3 separate regions of the Mus musculus genome follow, and all the other regions are linked to region 3. A link is a contact called in public Hi-C and HiChIP or PLAC-seq data. All regions are on one chromosome and are shown on one strand. Each heading gives the region's core, a stretch centred on a gene start, on an enhancer-like site or on the middle of the called end of the contact. The rest is flanking DNA. Distances are from core to core; before and after follow the strand shown. Region 1 overlaps Trappc9 (trafficking protein particle complex 9). Region 2 overlaps Trappc9 (trafficking protein particle complex 9). Region 3 holds the start of Peg13 (paternally expressed 13).

What was found. Hi-C and Micro-C count contacts between places; a contact is called where the count stands out from the background. HiChIP or PLAC-seq counts read pairs in DNA pulled down with a chosen protein or histone mark.
Region 1: a Hi-C map of cerebellar granule neurons shows a contact between it and region 3, with 2.4 times the contacts expected there. The contact joins the enhancer-like site here to the promoter of Peg13 in region 3. A contact is called at or near these places in 2 of 484 Hi-C or Micro-C datasets (the N1E-115 cell line and cerebellar granule neurons) and 4 of 115 datasets of contacts at active chromatin or transcription factors (T-cell acute lymphoblastic leukemia, bone marrow-derived macrophages, craniofacial prominence and 1 more).
Region 2: an H3K27ac HiChIP or PLAC-seq map of neural progenitor cells shows a contact between it and region 3, with 10 times the contacts expected there. The contact joins the enhancer-like site here to the promoter of Peg13 in region 3. A contact is called at or near these places in 6 of 39 promoter capture datasets (the 3T3-L1 cell line, cranial neural crest, neutrophils and 2 more), 1 of 15 datasets of contacts at CTCF or cohesin (the NIH/3T3 cell line), 9 of 484 Hi-C or Micro-C datasets (B cells, CD4 T cells, the N1E-115 cell line and 5 more), 19 of 115 datasets of contacts at active chromatin or transcription factors (the NIH/3T3 cell line, T-cell acute lymphoblastic leukemia, VIP interneurons and 13 more) and 3 of 9 other capture datasets (liver, macrophages and pancreatic islet).

What each region holds. Positions count from the first base shown.
Region 1 is chr15:72,666,521-72,670,759 of GRCm38.p6, forward strand. All of the region lies in intron 20 of Trappc9 (trafficking protein particle complex 9), which reads right to left. Among named protein-coding and RNA genes, the nearest start is that of Kcnk9, 120 kb to the left of the region's middle. Within about 2 kb of position 2,546, at least 5 of the 459 cell types and tissues checked have an H3K27ac peak or open chromatin away from gene starts, as enhancers often do. A contact at or near this core is called in cerebellar granule neurons, where this site is marked.
Region 2 is chr15:73,042,589-73,046,608 of GRCm38.p6, forward strand. The region is part of intron 4 of Trappc9 (trafficking protein particle complex 9); the gene reads right to left. Among named protein-coding and RNA genes, the nearest start is that of Trappc9, 17 kb to the right of the region's middle. Within about 2 kb of position 2,198, at least 24 of the 459 cell types and tissues checked have an H3K27ac peak or open chromatin away from gene starts, as enhancers often do. A contact at or near this core is called in neural progenitor cells, where this site is marked.
Region 3 is chr15:72,807,869-72,812,153 of GRCm38.p6, forward strand. Peg13 (paternally expressed 13) reads right to left here and starts at 2,456. Exons shown (of 1, transcript NR_002864.2): 1 at 1-2,456. The region is part of intron 16 of Trappc9 (trafficking protein particle complex 9); the gene reads right to left.

The sequences.
Region 1 (4,239 bases), core at 1,296-3,795, 140 kb before region 3:
CATTGAGAAGTGCCAGGTTGTTAAGGGTTCTGAAGAGCTGATGACTGGCCAGGAGACTCCCTACAGAAGAGAATATCAGAATCTAACCTAAATTGAATTGAGCTCTTAGTTCTGCCTCCCAAAGGCAGCAACAAGGCAGGAGGGTGGAAGCCAAGAGAATACTGTATCTGCTGCCTTTTATCAATGGCCCAGTCCCAGACTCCAGCTAGTCCATGACAATCTGCAGAACTCACCAAATAGAGCCTGGTGGGATGACGTGAACACAGAAAACTACACAAGTACGGTGGATGTATTATTTGGGAAATAAACAAATGAAGATAGATATTTGCAAACTATCTAGATAAACACCTGTTTGGGCAGGCTCTGAAAGAAATGTAAGTTTTTTGCTGAGCCCCTGTTAGTCGGTGTCAGCAAACACTATTCTAGCCATATCGGAAGCTGCCCAATGACCACAGCAGCAAATGGTCTCACAGGTGAGCAATAAACTGCACCCCAGGAAGCACCTTCCTATTTCCCATCAGTCTTTGATGCTGCTACAGTGCTGTGTCTATTGGATACAGTGTGAGAGACAGAGTGAGCATCCTGGAGCAGCAAGGAGTCCAGTCATCTGGGTGGCCTGGTCAATCAATGTCACCTCAGATCAATAGTTCTCTTTATCACCCCAAGACATTAGCAAGCTCTGGAAGCTATCTGTGCGGGTCAATCAGAATATGCTTTTTTTGGAGTCACTTGTTCAATGGTGTTTATCACAAGGAAGCTGTGAGCCAGATCTGGGTGTGTGGCTTCTAGCCTCATGGGACCCTGACATGCAGAAAGAATTGAGGGGGACGGAAAGTGCAAAGCCAGGGATTGGCAGGACACAGGAAGATGGGAAGGAAGAGCCAACCCTGTCTTGGGTTCAAAGGAAAGATGGAACACCTACCTCCCAGAGGAGTGGTTGGAGATGACAGGACTACATTAGACCTCTCCCGGGACAATGTGTGTCCTGCACCAGTGAGCAGGGCCCTGGGATCCCAGGAACCTGGACTTGAGACTGGTGAATGGTTTCTGGCCCCTTACCCAGACCATACCCAAGGGTACGACTGTCTCTCCTGGATGATACTCACTCTGAATCGCTGTCTTATAAGACTTCGAGTAGCAAAACAGTGCAGGGGAGCAGGAGATAAGGAATGTGGTGGGTGATGGTTTACAACCCAACCACTGAGCCTGCAGAGCCCAAGAGAGCCAGCAGCTATAGCTAGCTGGTGGTCTTGCAGGTCCATGCATGCTCATCCAAGGGGACTGATACTTTGTTCAGTTCCTTCACAAGTTTCCAAGCACCTGGCAAAGAAAGCATCATTCACTGCTCCTCACACTGAAGTGCACAATGCTTCTTACAGAAGGCCAGTAAAACATATATATGCATGAGAGAGCTTTTCCCTCCCCCCTGAGAGCGAGAGAGAGTGCGAGGGAGGGAGGGAGGGAGGGAGGGAGGGAGGGAGGGAGGGAGGGAGAAAGAGAATGAATGAATGTGTAAAGGGGCTAATAGTGGCCATAAACAATCCAGAATACAGTCCATCATTTTATAATGTGAACCAGGGTAGGCTCTCAGGAATATGCATAGATCTGTTATTATATATAAATATATATTCAAAAAAATCTCTGTGTGCACAGAGCTCAAGTTGGATCACTTCCTATATATAGCGGACAAATATATAGATACTGCTCTCTATGTAAATATGCATATATATATATGTTTATTTCCCAGACCCTGAAATAGAAGCCTGTATACTTGAATGGATCACAGTGCTTAAAAATGCTCCTGAGCTGTGTACCTCATGCTCGAATCTGAGAGCATTGTTTCCTCTCTGTTTCGCCTTGGCAGCTTCCCCTGGCGGCTTTCCTGATGCTGGGTGATGTCACTTCAAAAGCCAAAGCCCCACTGCGGGTTTACTGTCTAGACAGGCTGTGCGGGCAAGCCCAGAGGCAGATCCGTTCGGTACACAGTGTCCTGCAGATATCAGGAGTTGAGTGATAATGTCCTGAAGGCTTCTGCAATGGTCAGTTCACGGTGGGTAACCCGAGGCCCCCTGTTTCAGCGTCACGGCAGCTGGGCCCCCAGCCTAAGTCACACGGTGGTGCTAGGTGGCCTTTTGGAATCTGGACCACACAGCTTTCCCCTGGAGCGTGTCGCTGCATTCTGAGCCGTGCCGCAGATGTTAGAGCTACAGCTCCCCTCTTCTGCTTCAGGGCTGCATTGTGTTCCCTAACACAACAACAGGACTTCCTGAGACATCAGGGGGTACAGGATGACTCTTTGCCATGGATGGGTTTTGCTTACAATTATCTGGTGGGTCAAGCGTGTGTTCTGGGTTACATCCCAGCATGTGTCTATTCAATAAGTATCATCAGGGGGGATACCATGAGGATGGTCATTTCTGGAGCTAAGCGACATGCCCTGTGGCCTATGCTTTGATAAATCTCACAGTCCCTGAGGCAGAACCAGCAGGCTCCTTCCAAAGAGCAAAAACAGGCCAGGGGGTGAGGAGGCTTTTCTGGGTCATCCTGTTGAGACATACCTCAGCCATCTGCTGTTCCAGCTTGCTTCGCTCTGGCTTGGCACCAATGTCCACTATCCTGGAGGTTCTGGGACCTTGTCCAGAAGATGGCCTGGTGCTCTCATTTTCCTGGTCCTCCTTGAACCTTTCTGCTCTTTCCTGCTAGGCACACCAGACCCCAATGACACGGGAGGCCTTTGCCCATCCTCTTTGGAAATCAAGCCGTCACTCAAATGACCTGGTACCTGCACTCTCATCAGCTACGCATAGCAAATGAAGCCAGAGGATTGAGAGTGAAGCAGACCCCTGAGGCTTAAGCCAGCAGTGGCGTTTGACTGATGACTCCCAGGCTGTATATGTGTGTACCACTCACAGCCGTGATAATGGCTTGAAAGAGATCACAAACTTACTTAAGAGGGGCTTTTTAATTGTTTTTGAACTTTGAAGATGACAGTGTTGTGTTGTGATGTCCAAAATTGGACATAACTGGTGCTGAGTGTCCATCTCAGTGGTGATTACTATCGATGACGATGATGATGATGATGATGATGACGACAACGATGATGATGATGGTTAACTATGGTGCTGGGGGTTGAACCCAGGGCCTCACACATGCTAGGAAGGCACTCTGTCCTCTTCCACACATGACCTCAGTCACTGTCCAGTTCTGTAGTGGCCACCTTGGCTACTCAGGTGACTAAGCCAGTCACCACTACAACCCCACCTCCTGACCCAGCACTTTGACTCTTCATAACTAGTCCCAAATCAGTGTCCCTCAGAGAGACAGGAGCTCCCAAGGGCTTTTTTGCAGTTCCGTATCATCGTTGTCCTAGAATAAACTGAGTCACCCTTCACCACAAGAAAGAGCGATGCACAACACGTCTGACAAGCCTGGGTTGTGTAAGTCACTGGTTTTAGGAGGATTCTTTGCTATGTCAGTGAACTGGCTGACCCAATCACTTACTGGTTTGCAAGGGCACACTACCATCTACACTTTCACTAGTCACGGCATGGTGACTCTTTTGACTCTGTTTACCCAACTGTCCATCTATCTGCTCAGCTGTACATCAGTCCAGCCAGCCGGCTGGACAGCTATGGACTCTCTCTTCCCACCTATCTTTCTTATGAAGGCTTCATCCCATGCCCAGAGCCATCCCACAAAACTGAGTTTGAAAGAGATCATGCTGGGAGACAATTCACAGCTCTCTGCCCACAGGCCTCCATGAGGGACTTCCAGGGAAAATCGTGGTAGAGAAAATGCAAAACGCCCATGGACTTAGCCCCAGCTAGCTGGTGATACTCTGGACACTTGTCTGGTGCCTCCCCAGAGCCTGGTCTCTTGGATCGTAGAGGAACTTGTACGGGAATGGGATCAATTCTGATGAGAGATGTGACCGGAACCCTGTGTGCGCAGAAGCATGCCATGGCCAGGGAACCCCACACGGCGGCATCTGAACTTGACCTTACTCAAACTGAAACAACTGCATCTCCCTGACTCCTCCTCTTCTCACATAAACGGGTCTGCTTTCAGCAGGAACTCAGGAGATCAGGGAGCCCACAGATGCCCCTGCCCCTGCTCCAGACACCATGTAAGAGTGACACATGAGTAGCTGCTTTCCTAGGAGGCAGGGCTCTGGTCCAGCCGTGCACAGCTAGTTACTGATCCCTCAGAGAAAGCCTAGGCAGAGGGACGATGTGGGTA
Region 2 (4,020 bases), core at 948-3,447, 230 kb after region 3:
ATACTCCCAGATCTCTCTGTCTCTTTCTTTCTCTGTCTCTCTCTGTGTATGCCTTTGTCTCTCTCTGTGTGTCTGTCTGTCTGTCTGTCTGTCTCTCTCTCTCTCTGTGTATGTGTGTGTGAGAGAGAGAGAGACAGAGGCAGAAAGAGACACAGAGAGAGAGACTGACTTATGAATTACAGGGCACTTATCAAAGCTAAGGAAGTGATGTTTAGAGGTGGTTTATACTGAAGCTGTAGCACAGTTGGTAGAGTATTTCCCTAGTATGCATAAGGCCCTGGGGTCAATTCCTAGCACTACATAAACTGGGCATGGTGACGTATGTCAGAAATTCCAGCACTCAGAAGAGACGATCAGGAGATCAAGGACATCCTTGGCTACATAGTAAGTTTGAGACCAAAATGGATAAGCCGTGACCCTGTCTCAAAGTGGACAGTGGAAGCTAGAAAAACGGCTCAGCAGTTAGGAGTATTGCTCTTGCAGAAGACCAAGATTCAGGTCCTGGCACCCACTCTATGCAGCTTACACCTGCCTGTAACTCCAGCTCTAGGGGATCTTCTGGCCTCTGAGAGCACTTGCATGCACACAGTATACACACATACATACATACACACACACACACACACACACACACACACACACACACACAGAAAGAGAGATCAGAGGTCACAGAAATCCCCCTACTGCTGCCTTTCAGGTGCTGGGATTAAAAGCATACGCCATCATATCAAGCTAGAAGACATTTTAAGTACAAGGGTAAAGAAAAAGACACCCAGAAAGTGCCAGGCAGTGGTGGCGCACTCCTGTAATCCCAGCACTTGGGAGGCAGAAGCAGGTGGATTTCTGAGTTCAAGACCAGCCTGGTCTACAGAGTGAGTTCCAGGACAGCCAGGACTGCACGGAGAAACCCTGTCTAAAAACCAAAAAGAAAAAAGAAAAAAAAAAAGACACCCAGAAGAAAGTAAGACGGACCTGAGAGAGCAAGTGAAGGTCTCCATCCTTTAATTTTATTTTTAAGACCAAGTTTTGTCTTGCTCAGTTACCAGGCAGCCCTTGAAGTTTGAACTTGCCAGCCTCCTACCTTAGCCTCCTCCATAACTAAGATTATAAACCCCAAGATTACAAATCTGCACACCAGGCCTCACTCATCTCTTACTTCTTTTTTTTTAAACATTTTTAAATACTTATTTATGTATATGAGTATACTATAGCTGTCTTCAGATACACCAGAAGAGGGTATCAGATCCCATTACAGATGGTCGTGAGCCACCATGTGGTTGCTGGGAATTGAACTCAGAACCTCTGGAAGAGCAGTCAGTGCTCTTAACCACTGAGCCATTTTTCCAGCCCCTTCTCTTACTTCTTAAGTGGATCTTTCTTCACAAAGCTATTTCTCCCTATTCTGACTCCTTAGAAATCAAACATAGAATGATGGATCCAACACCCAGCGTGAGGTGCATGCCTGCAATCTCAGTAATAGGGGTGGAAGAGAAGACAGGACCAAGTTCGAGGCCAGCCTGGGCTACACAACAAGACTCTCATCCCTCTTCCCAATGTGGTCACGTGGAATAAATCTTCTTTTTCCTGCTTCCCACCTTTAATTTGGTTCGACTGCCTTATTGAGGATGGGTGGCCAGAGCTGACTTGAAACACACAGTATCACGTAAAGGTCAGTAACACACCAAATGCATATAGATGAATCTTCACACCTTCACGCAACCACCTCAGCTGATCCGGAAGCCAGGATCTCCTCCAGACCCTAGATGGTGCTTGCTAATAAGCACAGGAGTGGAGATTTAAGACCTGGCAGGCAGCCTTCTTCTCATCTGCAAGGCGCTGCAGAGCTGTGACATCATGGCTAACCATTACCTAATACTCAAGAGAAAGTCCAGTTTCACTGCTGCTCTGATAGCAAATCTGCAACCCTCGCTCTGAGCTGACCAGAGAAAAACACATATATCCAGAAGGCTTTTTCCGGGTATGTACTGGGGATCAAATGAAGAAATCGTATTCAAGGAGCCTGGTTTTGGGTCCTCTTGTAGAAGCCGGAAAAAAAAAAAAAAAAAAAAAAAAAGCTTTAAAAATAATAAGTAAGTGCAACAGCGCCACCTATGGAACGTCCTGCAAGGATCCAGAATCTGCAGACCACAGGCAAAGTTCAGCTAGCACAGGCACTGGGCAGCTTCATAGAAAGATGGCACTGTTCAACAGCTAAAGTCTGACACCCGGATGTCAACCAAAGAGACAGGCTCCCGGAGGACAATCTACGAACAGGAAGGGGTCTCAGAACTGGTTCTTCTTACAGTCAGCTGCCAAACTTTCTCCCAGTCTCTGTATTTTTCCCTAAAGGCAACTGAGGGGGCAGGAAAGATGGCTGAGCGGTTAAAAGTGGTTACTGCTCTCACAGAGGATTAGAGTTTAATTCCACCGCCTTACAACTACCCTAATGCTCTCTTCTAACCTCCAAAGATACCCTCAAACATGTGAGTGGATACATACATACTCACAAATAAAAATTTAGGGGCTAAAGAGATGGTTCAGCAATTAGGAACACTGGCTGTTCTTCCAGAGGTCCTGAACTCAATTCCCAGTAGCCACACGGAGGTTCACGACATAAATAAATAAACCTTTTTTTTTTAAAAAAATAGCCGGGCACGGTGGTACACACCCATACATAAACCCAGCACTTAGAGACAAAGGCAGGAAGATGGGATTGTTAAAAATTCAAGGCCAGCCTAGTCTCTATCTCAAGCTCCAGGTCAGCCAGGACTACACAGTAGCACCCTGTCACATAAACAAACAGATCTGTAAAATAACCATGACTTCAGTCTGTCCTGTTTTCCCAGACACTCCTTAAACTCAGGCCGCTGAAAAAAGAGTTCACGGTGACAGGCAGGGGCTCTGTAAGAGGCCAACTCAGTTGCCACCTTAACTCAGCAGGGATTCAATCGCTGGGTGACAAGTCTCTGTCCCTTTAAAAAAAAAAAAAAAGAGTACTCGCTCCAACCCTCAAATGTTCCCACTGGGGAGTTGTAAAGCCCTGCCTGAGGCTGAGGAGCGCTGGTAGATATTTGGACTTTTTCTTTTCTTTCCTTTTTCTTTCCTTTTTTTTTTAAGGTTTATTTATTTATTATATGTAAGTACACTGTAGTTGTCTTCAGACACACCAGAAGAGGGTGTCAGATCTCGTTATGAATGGTTGTGAGCCACCATGTGGTTGCTGGGATTTGAACTAGGGACCTTTGGAAGAGCAGTCAGTGCTCTTAACTGCTGAGCCATCTTACCAGCCCCTCTTTCCTTTTCCTTTTTCTCTTTTTCCAGACAAGGTTTCTCAGTTTATCTCTGGCTGACCTGGAACTCCCTCTGTAGACCAGGCTGGCCTCAAATTCAGAGACCCACCTGCCTCTGCCTCCCAAGTGCTGGGATTGCAGGCGTGCACCACCACAGCCTGGCTCTGGACCATGCGTCATGTCAGTCCCCACCATCGAATGCCAGTGACAGAGATGAGAACCAGGTGTTCTACCAGCAAGCCACACCTCAGGCCTGTTTTGATCAATTTAATGGTAAGTAATATTACCAAGTTCAGAGAGAAGAAAAAGTAGAGGCCACCACTACTAAGAAACCTTTACAAGTCAATGGTAAGCACTTTCTTCCAGTTGACTATAGAATATTCTATACATTTTGGGGTGGGGGTCCTATATAAGGGACCCAGGTCCTCCCACGGTGCTAGGCAGGAACTCTACAAGTGGGCTACCTTCTCCATCTTGGTTGTTTTGTTTTGTTTTGTTTTGTTTTTTCAAGACAGGATCTCATGTAGTCCAGGCTAGCCTCAAATATACTATGTAGCTAAGCCTGGCCTTCCATTCCTAAGCCTCGCTCTGAGTATGGGAGCCCAGCATCATATCTGGCTTTCCAGCCCTAATTTTTTAAAGAAACTATATTTTGTCCTTTAGTTATAGACCTACAGGTCCACATCCAAATCTTCAGAATAAAGATCAGTGCCCCAACTTGTGAGCAGCA
Region 3 (4,285 bases), core at 1,206-3,705:
TCCATCTTGAGGGTAGCAGTGCTGATGCAGCCACTCAGTAGGTGCAGTGAGCTCCTCGGGAAAACCATCCACGGTGTAAGAATGCCACCCCAGGCTTTGGCTGTGTGTATGCAGCTGTGACGAAGCCTGCATGGCTATAGAGCCTGTCTGGGTCCTTAGCATGCCACTCAGTGTGGCTATCCACAGAGTAAAGGCTCCACTGGGTCATCCCCCAACCCTCAGGACAAAGCCATCTGCCCATCTCCTTGCTGTGAGGCATTCTGTGGGAATAAAGTGCCCTGATCCGAACAAACAAATACATCTGTGACACAGGTTGGCAGGTTTGAAATCCCACCCACGTTCTTAGTCTGTAGAGTATGGACCCAAGAATGCAACTATTCACAGAATAAGAGAAATCCAGTGGGTGAGCAGGGCTCCAAGGTGACACAGTGCTGCACAAAGCTGAGGTCGGCCATCCAGCTTCCAGCTGTGCCTCTGCCTACACACAGAGCAAAATGACCCGCCCAGATCCTGGGGAAACAGATGCAGCCGTGATGGGCGCAGCCTTAACAATTCCAGATCTTAATGTGCAGCCACAACAATGAGGCTACCATCTGGGCAAGGGCGCTCCATTGTGCCTTCGTCCCCAAGATAAGGGTATCTGCCTAGATTCTTAGTATACAGCCAACACAATGGAACAGTAAAAGGACGCTTCTCACTGTGCCACCAGCTCCAAAATAACATCAGCCTGGATCCTTAATGCCCAGATGCTGCAATGTATATATCCACATGGTAAAGATGATCGCTCTTACCATACCCAACCTTTGTATGCAGCTATGGCCACAGAGTGGCCTGCGGGGTCTAAATACTCCACCTCCATTCCCGGAATAAAATCTTCTCTGATCCTTAGTACACAGCCACCACACAAAGGAAGGAAGGACGTTTCACAATGCCCTTATCCTTAGGGCAAAATAAATAAATAAATAAATAAATCAAAGAAGCCCAAATTTTTAGTGTGCAGCAGTCACAATGTAGTTACACTCAGGGTAAGGATGCTCAGAAACACCATCCTCGGGATAAGATCCTCTTAGGCTTTTCAAACGCAGCTGTCAAGATGCACTTATCCACAAATACGGGTTTCTGCTATACCAACATCTCAGGTTAAAATCCACTCGGGCACTTGGTGCTCAGCCACCACAATGCAGGCATCCGCCAAGTAGTTCAGACTCTGTTAAACCATCATCCAAAATAAGGATATCCATTTGATTCCTTAGTGCGCAAGCAGCAGCCATATAGGGTGAGGCACTCTGAGGTTATCTGTGCACAGCTCTGCTGCGCCACCATCCGCGGGGAAAAAAAATATCATGCAGAACCTTAGTGCGCCACCAAAACCATTCAAGTGATCCACCCTCTAAGGTTGCTTCGTTGGGTATCCGTGCGCAGCTCCACTGTGCCTCTATCCCCAAGGTAAGAACATCCGTTCAGTCACTGAAGTGCAGCCACAAATATATGTAATTCCCCAGGATTAAGATAACAAAGAGCTGTACAGGCGTTGGCTGGGTAACGGCATACGCCCAAGTCCCAGCCAAGCGTGGAGACCTCCATGGCTCATCATTGTGCTACAACCACAATGCGCCTATCCACAGGGTGATGGCGAGCCTCTGTGCTAGCGTCTCCAGGGTAAAAAGATCGGCCAAGCTCTCCGTTGCATCGCAAGCTGCAGGGTTCTGTGCTCGAAGGTATCTCAACGCTCGAAGGTATCCTCGCACGAACTGCACCGACACAGATATCTGGGCTTTTTCTGTGCCTCCTTTTGCCCATTCCTCGGTCACCACCACAAGTGAAAAACTCCCGGCTCCGCGGCAGTGTCGCAGGTCTTCTATCCAACCATTTTCAGAGTAAAGGCCGCGGATCTTCCCGGAGAGCCGAAGCTGGCCGGAGAGCCGCGGCAATGATCGTCTACATAGCACCAGCGCTTGGATGAGCTATCACACAAGGCCTAAAATCTCAATAAGATGGGCTAACAAGCCACCGGGTCCTCTTCGGTTCGTGGTCACAGAGCTGTAGTAAAGGGGTTCGCTCAGCTTCCAGCCGTGCCGCAGTCTGCAGTCTTTAGAGACGTCTGTCGAGATCTGGAATGCAGGCAGCTGTGACGCAGTCTGCTGGGCGAGTCCGCTCAGACTTCAGTGCGCAGGTGCGGCAATGCGGCAATCTGCTCGGTGGAGACACATTCTGCGGCGCCCTCTACCGGGTAGGAACGCCAGTCCACGAGGCCGGCAGCCCACACAATGAGGCCCCACAGTTGATCAGAATGGTTCTACTGAGGTAGCAACCCTTAGGGTATCGGTGCGCAGCCACACTGGATGGAGACTTGCAGCCTAAGGGTGCTCCACTGAGTTGGCAGGGAAGGCTATCCACACAAATACTCGGTACACCGCGGCCATGGCAGCAAGGCAGTCAGCGGATCTCAGTGCGCAGGCGTGGCAATGCGACAGAATGCACTTTAAGAATGCATTCTGTGGTGCCATCTAGCGGGTAAGAATGACTCTTGGTCCTTGGTTTAGGGGCACGGGGAGAGAGAGAACGTGGGTACCCCAATGGTGACTGGCGCACGGCCCCAGTGGTATAGCATCTACCTGGATAATCCATGCTGTCACACAGGGTGACGATCCACAGCCTAAGGACGCCCTGCCGGGTCTTCAGAGTGAGGGTGTCCAAGCAATAATGATATGACAAAAATGAATGTCCCACTATGTCTGCAGGGTGACGGTGTTCCACCTAGAACCAGGCTGCAGCAGCAAAAAATGCTCAATGTTAGGAACGTAGCCGGGTCCACTGAAGGCGCATGGGGAACATCCGGCATTGCGGTGCGGCGCAGCCCTGCCCATAGCTCTCCCTGCTTAGCCCCTCCTGTGAGGGAAATTCAGGCTGCCTCACTGTTGCACAGACTGTGAGAGCCATGGACTATCCTTTTGCAGTGGTAATCTGGGTGCCCCAGTGACAAGAGGCCAAGGGTGACCAGTGTACCCTTACTGGTCTGCCGAACCAATAATTTGATCCCGATTCATGTGCGATTTGCTAACAATAAGGACTATGTCTTCCAAAATGAGCTTTAAGAAGCTCATTGGGTTGGATTACCAGGAAGGGCCGGGCAACGGGGTTTCCCAGGGCTCACCGGAGGGCAATATGTGACGCACTAATAATTTCTAACCAAAAGCTGAAAGTTTAAAGTCCCACCTTTTTATATTTCTAAATATTCCAGCAATATGGCATCTTGTAGCAAGGAAGCAAAGTATTTTCATTTTATTTGTTGATCACGCTGGGAAGGGTGCCGCACGCAATGGTCCGAGGGAAGAGCCCCTGTGTCCCTGACACTCCTCTTCTTTCTTCAGTATTCACAGGGGAGAGCCTCATGTTAGTGAGGGCCACACATGAGGCAACAAGAGGCTAGGAATCAGAACCTTCCCTAAGAAATTGAGTAGAGATGTGTTTGTTTCTTTTTCTTTTTTTTTTCTTTCTTTTTTTTTTTTTTTTTTTTTTTTTTTGGATGTGTGTTGGGGGAGGGTTTTTTTGGTTTTGGGGGTTTTTGGGTGTGTGTTGGGGGAGGGTAATTTTATAACTATGTTTGTTGGGTCGCCTTCCTGCATTCTGGTTATCAGTTATTTTACCCCAATAAAATCTTTGATTGCCTCCTGCAGGGGTTGTTTGATTGACAGTAGGCTCCTTTTGTTCCACGGGGTTTTATATGCTAATTGTTAGTTTGCCTCTGCCTTCAGATCATGATAGAATTTAGTTAAAGCTTGCTATCATTCACACCGCCTTGTAAAAGACAAACTGTGTGGTTACTAATATAATTCAAAATAATTGCTTCTCTCAAAGTTTACAGCCCCGTGTTAACTTTAATTTTGAAAGTACTGGTTTTTTTTTTTCCCCCAGAGTACATGAGTGAAAATAAAGGGAAAAAAAGATGTACTAGATGTGTGTAAGTTTAATTGAAAATTCTAACCTGAGCATCAGTGAAATTGAAAACACTGTATATGCGTCAAGTCAGAAGCTGCATTGGCATATCCTGAAAATAAATGTGTGCTCATTAAATAAAACACAGAAAGCCAAATAAACAGGAGAATAGATGTGCAAAGAACACACTTTCTGCAGTGCTAACCAAGCTTATATTCCCTTGGTTTGGTTTGGTTTGGTTTTACCCAGGGCCAGTTTTACTTCTCTCCTCAGTCTTCGGATCATGACAGGGTAAAGCTGGGATGGAAGGAAAGGCCCTGTATACGCAGAGAGGCCTTCTGAGGAAGCC